2 separate regions of the Zea mays genome follow, and region 1 is linked to region 2. The links are chromatin contacts, called in public Hi-C maps. All regions are on one chromosome and are shown on one strand. The core of a region is the stretch at or near the end of the contact, and the rest is flanking DNA. Distances in the headings are between cores, read along the strand shown. Region 1 holds the start of LOC542532 (ferredoxin-thioredoxin 1). Region 2 holds the start of LOC100501220.

Region 1 (6,103 bases), core at 3,380-5,879, 330 kb after region 2:
CCTGATGGCATATCTTATAGATGCTACTTAAGTACATATACATATAAAAAATTAGCTGTCAAGTAAACACTCCGTGACAAATACAAGGGCTTAGAACTTCGATGTCGCCTCTTTGATCTCCTCGAAGGAGATAACCTGCCACAAGTATACAACAGAAATCATTCTCCAGGTGTTTGCACAGAACGTATGAAGGATGCAGATGTCAGAGGACAAGAAGAAAGCAACATGCCTGATCCTTCCCAGCAAAGTCATTATCGGGAGTAAGAAAAAGCATACAGTGGCATTCCTTCCTGCAGTAAGTAGATCACTCAAGTAAGAAACGATTCTTCCAGGCATACTGTTTGTTGCTTATGATTTTCCTTTCAAGAGAAGAAAAGTAGAAATTAAATCCCCCAAATTATCTAACAAATCTTTTGTCAAAAAATGGATACATTGGCAGGTTGGAGTTGCAGTTTTGCATGGAATATGCCTTCATATGCTGTGGGGTTGGAACAGAGATAGCTAGCTGGCCAATTATTCATATGATACCGCAAGTGAAAAAGAACATCAGCCTGTTTTGCAACAGTACAGGCACATTAATATATTGTTTTCTCGAACAGAAGATTCATCATTTCCATTGATAAAACGAAAATACAACATTTAGATACAGATAGAAGTAGAAGCAGCAACACAGACAAAAGCATACCAAATCTATGATTCAGGATTGTGAGGTCTGATTCAGACCTATGCTCTTGACATATGATGATCAGAGGACTAAGGTCCTGTCTGAATCCTTGGGAATCAGGATTCTCTATAGGAATTTTACAGTCCAGATTTTAGATAAGAAAAATCTATGATTTTTGAATCCCAAGATTTTAGTTAGGGCTTATGGGTGTTATAATGGGTATATTGTCCATAATGCCGTGAATATTATCTTGTAAGAGGAACCTTTATACTCTACAAAAAAAATATATATGGTATTTGACTAAATACAATAGAATTACAACAGATAGGCGCCATTCAGGCAGGGTGTTCGCGTGAGACAAGCAAAGCAGCAACATCAGCAGCCTGGCAGCGCCGTTCATGCAGGAGCTAGGGGCAGACCAGCGGTGGCCCGGCGCGGGAGGCTGGCCAGTGGCAGGACCGTTAAGACAGGGTGTTCATGAAGTAGGAGAACAACAGAAACGCCGCGGAGGCCATGCTGTAGTGGTGACAATGGCTGGCTCTGCCTGGGCCCTGGGTAGCTAGGGCCTAGGGGTGGTGGCGCTGCATATGCTCGAGTCGCCACCTCTGGGGACGGATCAAGGTTGCATGCTGACAATGACTGGTGAACAGGATAAGGTGGGGCAAGACTGTATTTTCATGTCTGGGAAAGAAGTATCCCACGTTATCTACCTTTTAGCGGATTATGAGATTGCCAGAATCTTGTGCTCAGATTTTTTTTCAACCCGTTCGTTATCCTCTCTATTTGGAAGCTCTATGGATTTTTATCCAAATTGCAGAATCCGGAGGGATTCAGACAGACCCTAAGCCGAACAAAAACTAAAAGGTAGGGGTGAAAACGGAAACGGTAATTTTCGGATACCGAAAATTGTTTTCGAAATTTTATCGAAATTCAGGGCTAAATGGAAATGGAAACAGTTACTGAAAATACGGAAACGAAATCGTTAGAAAAAAACAGAAACGGTTTGGGTCTCTTCCGACCGTTTCCGAAAATTACCATTTTTATTCGGTATTTTACCGTCGTTAACGAATTCAGTATTTTTTCAGAAAAATATTAAATCTGAACTGATCTCTATAAATGCATAATAAATTCATCTTAACTTAGAAAAATATGAAACTAATTTTATTATTTTGGTAAAATCAATATCTATCTAATGGTATATAGTTTAGAGTTGTTTGAAACTTTTATATATCTTATTTAAGTTTTCTTATCAATTATTACTCTTGATATATAAATTCATAATTTGCACGAGAACCCGAGAAGGGCCAGGAGGACACCAATTATATTGACTATGCGAATTAGTAGGAGTACAATTAGAATGCAAATGACATGTCATTATACACATCTTGATTCTATAGTCATATGCTACTAGACTTACGGTTGTTTTATTTAAATACATGATAATAATTTTATTATTGTATGACATTGTCTTTTATTTATTGTGACCTCCTACCTTATATTAAAATGTCTTGTAAATTGTTCTTTATATTATGAGGGGTCAAATTATATGGCTAGTTCTATGCTCCATAGTTTGACGTGTTGTGTTGTTTTATGATTTTTTATGGTTATAAATGTATTTTCAATCAGATAGTTTCTTTTCATAAGGTATTGTGCTATGACTTTCTAACTATATATATGCACTTGTATTTATGAGATATTGCTTTAATACTTTGTGAGATATCGTTTAATCTTTCATGAATTTATGAATATTTATATATTATTACTAATTTTTATGTGGATGTATGTCATGTGAATTTTTGAAGTCAATTGAGGGTACATGTTACGGTTTTTACCGATCGTATTTTACATTCCGACCGCAACCAGTGTATTTTTCGTACCAAACTTTCATTTACCGATCGTTTCCGACCGTTTTCACCCCTACTAAAAGGCATGTGGTCGCTCAATTAAGATGAACAAGCACAAAACTATATGACTTTGAACATAATATTGCTGCCACATGACCCACATCATAGAAAAAATAGCTGGAAGTGTAGTTCATAAACATACCTCTCACGCATGGGGACGCATGGGCAATTCCAAAATCCTTGTGCTACCTCCGCAGCTTTGTCATCATAATGCCTGGTCAGATTTACAAAAAGTTTAGGAAAGAAAAATAGTTGCACCATGTATAAATAATGAATGAACAGTTGCAAGGAAAACATAAGATAAATTACCTACAAGGGCATAGAGGAGCTCCAAGAGTATCCCTGTGATCAGCAAGTCCCTGCAAACAAGGTGTAGGTCATACCCACAATGCTGAAGACACAATAAGTAATTTCATTTGTGGTTAATCAACACGAACGAATTACAGAATTCCTATATATACCTATCATCAAGAAAAGATGATGGTTGCTCTGAGAAAACCAGGGTAGAGCACTTGCATTAAACATACTCATGTGCTTAGATATAAGCTTGCTGATTTATAATTGTAACGTATTTGTTCCCTCAATTCCTAGAATGGCACTGAAACTAAAATACTTAACCCTAAACTTCTAAATAGATCCACCTACGAGTCACGGACCCACTGCCCCACAAAATGTGTGTTTTGGGTTGGGACCAAGAGAGGAAAAGGAATTGTTCAGCATTACCACCGTCCTCAACCTGGTGGTGCCCTTAAAGGCTTAAATACAACTGTGCTTTGCACGTTTTAGAGCAACCTTTTTGCTATAAAATAAACTATCTTTTTTCCAAATTATATTTCTCTCTTGTGACAAATATTTACTGGGAATTTGGATGAATAAGTGGAGTCATATATCAACCACCTGATGCACATAAGCTGGCTGTGCCAAACAGCAACTGAAGCTAGCATCTCAGTAGTGTCAAGACTCTCCTCTGCACAGTTACCTCTCAGGTTATAAATACGGAGCTGTAGGCTCCTGGGAGGATTACCATTACCAAGAAGCATTGCTAGGAGAATTAATTTCCTCTGATCCATATTACTGTTTCTTCCTTTCAGCTTTATCCTTAAAATGAAATAGCTTCTGTTCTTCCCCAGTGCAAGAACATAGTGCTATTCATGGCTTAGCCTGGTTGTAACTGTGAATGATGGCGGCGTTTGTCATCCCTCTTAACATTTTGCTAATTTCTAAGCCTTATATGACACCTATGTTGTCACCCAATCCGCTACTTTCTGTTCTAGATTGTTATTCCCGGCCTTCGCTTCCATTCCCCCTACTTATATACCCAAAAACATTGTGCTAGGATGCCAATATACCTAAAGCTCGGTGTCAATCAAGTGGATATCTTTGATGTTGGCTCGCAGTATCACTTATAAGGACGGAGTTCAGCACTATCGGACGGTACTGACCTTGATGACGACGGCAGTGACTGTCTTGTCGGCGCAGAAGAAAGTGTTGGAGCGGCGGGCGTACTGCTCGGAGAACTTGCGCATGACCTCCACTGACTTATCATTGGAGGCATCCGCTCCCGCGGCTGTCCACAGCAGATATCATTGTCATATCAGTCAGTTCATCCCGATTTCAGTGAGGAGAGGGCAAAAAATGGAGTTCATCAATTGGAGTCCTCCACAAATCTGGGGGATTGACGCGAACGTACCCTGGGCTCGGACGGCGCATCTGCGTGGGCGTCCTCTGGTCGCTGTCGACAACGGGCGGACGGGGAGCCCCCCGCACCCAACGGTTGTGGTGACGGTGGATGTCATCGCCGGCCGGTGCCCGCCCGCCGATCTTGAAGAAGGCGGTGGTGGTCCCAGTGATTTGGGCGGAAGGGAACGGAGCGAGGGGGAGCTGGAGAGTTAACGGTCCAGAGCAGAGCAGAGATGAGGAGGGAGAGAGCAGAAGCTGGTGAGGAGTGAGCCTTGGAGACCTCGGTGGGAGCAGCGTCAGATGGTGTGGAGAGGTGGATGGAGGGGCGGCGGCTGTGCGGCTGTGCCTGTCCCCTGTTCCTTGTCCCCTGTTTGTGGATAGAGAGAAAATATCCGGTGCTTTAGGGCCAGGGCGTTTGGTTCTCTGAGCGTGTCGCCGGGACAGGCCGTCATTAGCGCATAATTATGAATATTAAGTAATTTTAAAATAAATTAAGATTTGTATTATATATTTTAGTAAATTAAATTTTATTATGCCCTAACATAATAAACAATTAATATTTTAGTATTTCTTTTAATACATTCATATTATATACACTTAAGCCCATAGATAACGTTTAGACTATGTGAGCAACCAATCACACGTTTAATACTTCTGAGCCCACATAATTCAGTTCAGCTCAGACAGCATTTCTATATAACAAACGCGGACGGAAAGCTCGCTCCTCAGTAAGCCACGTCATCCTTTAGTTGTGCAGCCGTTCGATCGCGCTTCGACGGTCCCGTGCAGCTCTCCAATCCGCTATGCAACGAGAAGTTTCCAGATGGTCCATCATCTCCAGCTAAACGCCCACCGTCTGGCCCCAACCTGCGCGTAGGCCCATGAAGCTCCTCCCTCCCATGGAATTTCTCTCGTCGTCTCACTCAGAGAGCAATCTCGCGCCGACCGCCCACATCTTCTCGGCAATACTCTCTACCACGTCCTTTCAAACTCCATCCTTTAACACGGCGGGCGCCTTCTCTACGAGCTCCTTGGCCTCCTTCAGACCCAGATCCTTGAACGGAGGAGGTAGGCGCGCTCTTGGACGAGGACGTGGCGAGGTATGCCACGGCGGGCCTGGTTGCCATGAGCATATGGTCGACGCCGAGGCAGCCGCTCAGGCATCTAGGGAAGAGGCCTCAAGGACGTACGGTGAGCCCGCAGGTCTCGTCAACAAGCATAGAGCCGTGTGGGATCGGGTTGATGGCGGTGGAGGAGGAAGCATCATCCTTTATGTGGAGGAGGTAGGCGCTGCTGGCGGTGGCGGCACGTCTGCACGCGCCGTGGCTCTTGGCGGATTCGTGGGCGTTGGCGTGTGCCTGGACGAGGACACGGCGAGGTGTGTGGCGACGACGCAGGTCGTCGGGAACAGCAGCACCTAATCCCTCCCAGTTTCTACTGCCGAATGAAGATGCACGGATCCTGCAAAGAGCAAACCTCAAGCATTCACACAGATCGACAGTTGTGTTCGAGCATACAACAGCATATGAGAACACTCTGACATGCTCATATTTTCCCTCACGAGCTCCGCACGGTGTGGTTGGGGAACGGACGGGGCGACAACAGCGCACTCAGATGAGGCAGCATGGTCGCAATGAGGAGGCGGGGGCAGAGGTCTCATTTCTGTGTCCTGTAAAGCTGGTCCCAATTTGAGGTATGCGCATATGAGGTTTTTATGATTTGCTAACTGAAATATTTGAAGTTCCAATTTTGCTAATGGCTCAGCCCAAATAGTATTTCTACTATACAAAAGCTATCACCATATTTGAAAAGTTTAACACGGAGTTAATTTTAATTAAGATTCACCGATTCAAAT
Region 2 (5,531 bases), core at 1,926-4,425:
CCTGGAAAGTGCTGCTCATTCTGAGGGTTCTTCAAATATGGCTTCACATGCTTCTCTGTAGTACCTTGAGCATCCCTCTTCCCTTGGGTTGTGTCAGAGTTGGAGTTCTGCATAGCATTTTGATGTGTGATCTGGTCACCTGAGGTTGTAGCAGGTGAGCGGTTTCGACCAGACTGAACAAGAGTACTGAACATAGACAATCCAGTAAGGAAAGTATTAGTTTGATTATAATAAGATGTTCATGCAAAACAATTGACAAAAATTTGAAGATAGCAACTTTCATAATTGTATTTTAGACATTTGATCAGTGTATTACAGCTCTGGAACCTAGCTGCAAATGAACAACAAAATGGCCATAGCAAACATATATAAAACTAAAGTCGTAGAAAACACAGAATTCAGTCAATGCAGCTACCTGCATGCATGGAACATTTACCTCAACAAATGTACCCTGCAATTTCATAGGATTTGTTCGTGTACCATAGGCACGGAACAAAGAAACATCAAACCTAGAGCATTTAATCATTTTTACATTATTAAATTAGGGGGTGTTTGGGATGGCTCTAGGGTCCAGCTCCAGTATGGAGCTGTATTTTTAATATCAATCTAAGTAGTTTTAAAAAATATTTTTAATCTAAATAATAAACAAAAAGACTTATCTAAATGTCTTCTAAAGGCTTACAACTCCAGCTCCACGATTTTCTAGAGCACCTAATGACCTGCTTCACTAACTCCACCAAATTTTCTAGAGCTGGAGCTGTCCCAAACAGCGCCTTAGAGTTTGATAGAGGAGGCGATGTGATGCCTACACTCGATGAGATAACCTTAGCTATACAGAATATTAGGAAGTTGAATAAGTGCTTGATAGCTGCATTATACTCAGAATACAACTTAACCAGAACTACAAAATGATGACAAGATTGTTTGACATACAAATGAATGCATGGTACAGTAAGAGCAGTGGCAGAATTTGTCACAAACAATACCTCCTATCAGACATTTGTACATTTGCTGAACCTTTGTGTCCTAATTCTGGTCTGTTCTCCACCACACCATGTTGAAATCTGTTGTCCCTCACAACCCGAAATTCACGAGTAGGGCCTACATCAAGCAATCAGTTAACAATCAGGTGGAAACTGCTAGTTACACAACCAAAATATTGCACATATGTCACACAATATGTGAAAACTGCAGAAGCTTATAGTATGTCATGGGAAGCCAAGAACAAAGACAAGAAAGCTGGAGACAAACAATGTTGCCATGGAAAACAGGAAGCTATATATTTCATCATTGTCTAGAAGCATATCTACATAAGATCAGAATTACAGATGGTGGCCCTCAATTATGTTACCTGACATCTGACCCTGCTTGGGAGTTCTTTGATCATTTTCCATCTTTTGTGTATGTGGCTTCATCCATTGTGAGTTTTGCTCAACTTGTGCAGTGCTATCAGCAAAGCTCTTCTGGCCAGCACTCTAACAATGCAATAGTTTTTTCAGTGCAACGAAATAAAAGAATAGCAATGTATGATTTTCAGCATTACAGAAGCTTCATAACATGCATTACACACTTCAACAAAGAACCAATAAACCTAACATGTTTCCTCAATTGATAGAGAATTAATTTCGTTTCTTCACACCCAATTCCAGAAGCTCGCACACAAGGTAGGGTCAGGGGATGACAAGGAAAAAAGTGAGACATAGGAACACATAAGAGCAAATAAAGTGTTGTGGAATGCATGTCTTGTGCAGAAGCAGTGTGTGTGTCTACTCCTACTCCCTCAGTTCCAAATTGTAAGTTGTTTTAGCTTTTATTTCGTTTCTTCACACCCAATGCCAGAAGCTCGCACACAAGGTAGGGTCAGGGGATGACAAGGAAAAAAGTGAGAGGAACACATAAGAGCAAATAAAATGTTGTGGAATGCATGTCTTGTGCAGAAGCAGTGTGCGTGTCTACTCCTACTCCCTCAGTTCCAAATTGTAAGTTGTTTTAGCTTTGTCCTGAGTCAAACTTGCATCTAGTATTTGGAATTTGGAGGCCAGGTTTTCTTTTGCTAGCCTATTGAGTGACTATACGCAATTTAAGGACATAGAACTCCAAACGTTCCTTTTTGCTTTAGATTGTTTCAGAACATCACAAAAAGCTTAACATTGCAAGAAGAATATGTATAAGTATGCTATAAATAAAAAGAAACAACTCTAGATTTAATCATTCATCGTTCACTGAAAATGTACCCAAACAGAAAATGTATACCTCCTTCTTCTTGTCCCTTTTTCTTTTTACTTCATGAAATGGATCTGCAAGTACAAAAGGTACAAACAATGACGAATTACAATCACAAAGAAAACATGAGAAGATTTACTAGTAAGGCAATATATATTGCAAACAATGGCATCAAGCTGATCATAAAGAGATAGTTAGAACCCACGTGCTGCAAGCAATAGTAAGCACTGCCTTTTACAAATTTACAACATAGAATAGAACACGAAAATACAAGTAGCCCGGACAAATGTTAACAATTTGACCCTGCAAGAATATCATTGATATATATGGACATCATTGGCTAATCAAAATCACGAACCTCGTGATAGTATCATTAATCAATATCGATAATAACCATTAAACGGTGACCCACCCTAGCAGAGCCACCCCAAATATCCATAGCTCGAAAACCCTAGACCCGACGCGGCGATCCCCTGCGCCGGCACGGGTGCAGCAGCAGAGCCGACCCAATGCGCTAGGCGAGAGCCCACAAAACCCTAGCTCCCAGAACGGTACGAGATCGACCGAGTCGAGGCGACCCAGATCGGGAGAATAGGGAAGATGCAAGGGGACCTTGGTTGAGCAGCTTCTGCGCCGTCTCGTTGGGGTCCATGTTGGATTCGCGGAGGGTGTCCAAGATGTCGGCGTCGGAGTGGCCGACGACGACCTCCTTGATCGATTGGATGGTCGACTGTATCGCCGTGGTGGTTGTGGGAGAGCGCGCCGCCCCCGCCCTGTCGGAGCCGCGTGCCCCGCCGCCGCCGCCAGCCATGCCCGCCGCGAGAGGGGAGATCGCCCAAACGCGCGCTAGGACGGGGGAGCGGGTGGTGGTGGAGGCGCTCGCGATCGCCGCCGGAATCGCATCAAACGACACGAGGCCCTGGGTTTCGGGGGAGAGTGGGTCTGGGTTTTGGTTTGGTCGGAGTGGTTGGGGGCGGCCGGGCTCGGTGGGTGCGTGGTTTTCCAAGGGAAGGGGAAAATTGAGCTTGCTCTTTGAGTCAGGTGTCACACTCGTGAGCTTTGGGCGCGTTAACGTCTAGGTTGGCTAACGTCTAGGTTTGGGCGCGTTAATTGTCATCCTGGTCGAACCTGGTGCCTGGTTAACGTCTAGGTTGGTTATCTCAACTGTTCCATAGAGATGCTAAGCTTAAATTCTACTCCCTCCGTTTCTTTTTATTAGTCGCTGGATAGTGCAATTTTGTACTATCCAGCGACTAATAAAAAGAAACGGAGGGAGTATTAAAGTTTATTATATTTTGATGTAATCATGTTGTAAATAGTATATAATTTTACCATATCGTGTATTAAGTTGTAGTCGCCTTTAAACAAATTATAATAATTTATAATAGACAATAAATACATATTAATCCATCATTGAGAAAGACTAATGGTTGTACCAATAGAGCCTCACTATAGAGAAACGCTCATTTTTTTGTTTATCTTGGGAGCTAGGCCTAGAGATAATTTTTGCATCTGCAGAGGCTGGCCACGCAACCAAACACGTGGAGATTGCATTCGGTGAACATGGTCAATGGCATATGCAGGCAACCAATACATTCATAATAGATTGAGAATTATATCCCCGTCAGTGGTGACCCCACCAATCGCCAATGCTTATGGAATCAAGCACCATGTCATATCTGGTTGTAGCAGGTGCAGGTCCTCGCCTCATTTTAGTGTCCGCGTCCGGCGATGGCTCTGGTTCTTTGCGCTTCCATAAGCCCCCCCACTCCTATTAGGCGCTTGCACTCACCGTCTGTGGTGGCTCACCGCTCTGCCCCTTCGTGCTTCCATAGACGGTTATGACCTCTTCAGTACTCTATCTAGATCTAGCTGCAGCAGGTGTCCTCCTCAATAGTCAATCGAGTTCACTCTGTTGTTTACGCGCCATGAAGCATCTTCTAAAGACACCGCTCCAACCACCCTATTTTACCTTATGATATCCAGTTCGTGTATCAAACCATGTCTATTACAACCGTCTTGACCACGATTTAAGATGGTAACCATTAGCGCCATGCCACAAACTCATGAATTAGTGCATGAGCTTCACCTACCTCACACCTTCAAAAGTAGCAGCTCAACTTTGTGTTGCTTGGTTCCTAACTCGCACACATGAAAGGCACATCGTTTCTTTCATTTTTTCCCGTTGTTTGGCTATCCTCGATCTCTGTTGTCACCTCACCCATCCTCGGTTTGTGTCTGGCATTCCTTGTCCTTGCTCCAAGGATGAAGCATCAAAAAGGAGAAGGTGTCGTCGTTGTACGCTAGATGCTCAGATCATCTTCGTCGGTGACGAGCACCCAACATGTATCGACTGATTAAGTGTACAACACACCAACATGGACAAGTTAGTTTGATATTAGTATGAGTATAGGTTCACTTGAAGGCAATTTGAAAGTTCTAAGTCCTAAAAAGCTAAAATGGAGGATAGAAAGTGTAACTTTGGGTAAAAGGGTAAAACAATGAGGTTTGAGTACTTAGATAAGTTTCATATGCCTAATACTATGTTTCTAGCACTTTTGTTTCATCTTAAACCCAATTCTGTGAGAAAAGCGCTTCTAGGACGTAATTTGAGCCAAAATGCAAATCCTGGTAAACTTTGGTGAAAAGGTGAGTTCCTCACACTTAGTCAATTTGATTATGTACTAACTATATTTGTCTAGTCGTAGGAAAGCTCAAAATAAAGTCCAAGTAAAATGGAATAAGATTTGGTAGAAAGGACTTATCTACTCAGGTCTAGTAGGAATAAAAACGGTCGGGATAAATTTCATTCTGTTTCGCATCGTTTTCTATATTTAACTCGATCGAAATCGTATTTTTTCGTACAAATTCAGAAATGGTACGAAAAATGGGATACTAAATTCGGAATCGGTACGAAACAGTTTGGGTGCATCCTGACCATTTTCGTTTATCCCGTATTTATGAGGGGTTATCTCGTTTTTGGCAACAAACCATTAACCAGCAAAGCACTATGTGAGCTCTTTTGGCCAGCCCAAATGACCATGCGTCCGTCTACAGGCCAGCCACGCACTCGCATTGAACATGTCAACACAAGCATCCAAGGCTCCAAGCTAGTAGTTTACAGCATGCTAGGCTCCTCACGCGATTCACACAGCCACAGAAGCACGCTAGCCCTAGAGATGCTATGAATTTTTACTAAGTTGTTGCCTATAAGTTTTTTTAAAAAAATGTTGTCATTATGGTATCTTGACTGTAATGTACTCATCTATTACTACTCTATAAGACGAAATTGTAGGCGTTCACAAGTG

What was found. A called contact is a pair of places that touch in the nucleus more often than the background predicts.
Region 1: a Hi-C map of ear shows a contact between it and region 2, with 2.0 times the contacts expected there. The contact joins the promoter of LOC542532 here to the promoter of LOC100501220 in region 2. A contact is called at or near these places in 2 of 25 Hi-C or Micro-C datasets (ear and tassel).

What each region holds. Positions count from the first base shown.
Region 1 is chr9:11,324,554-11,330,656 of Zm-B73-REFERENCE-NAM-5.0, forward strand. LOC542532 (ferredoxin-thioredoxin 1) reads right to left here and starts at 4,630. Exons shown (of 6, transcript NM_001305869.1): 1 at 4,259-4,630; 2 at 4,011-4,135; 3 at 2,878-2,927; 4 at 2,711-2,782; 5 at 230-290; 6 at 1-135. The coding sequence starts at 4,364. The coding sequence ends at 91.
Region 2 is chr9:10,993,278-10,998,808 of Zm-B73-REFERENCE-NAM-5.0, forward strand. It overlaps LOC100501220, which reads right to left and starts at 3,176. Exons shown (of 11, transcript NM_001362590.1): 1 at 2,836-3,176; 2 at 2,254-2,297; 3 at 1,352-1,475; 4 at 987-1,101; 5 at 1-186. The coding sequence starts at 3,034. It also overlaps a transcript of LOC100274827 not described here.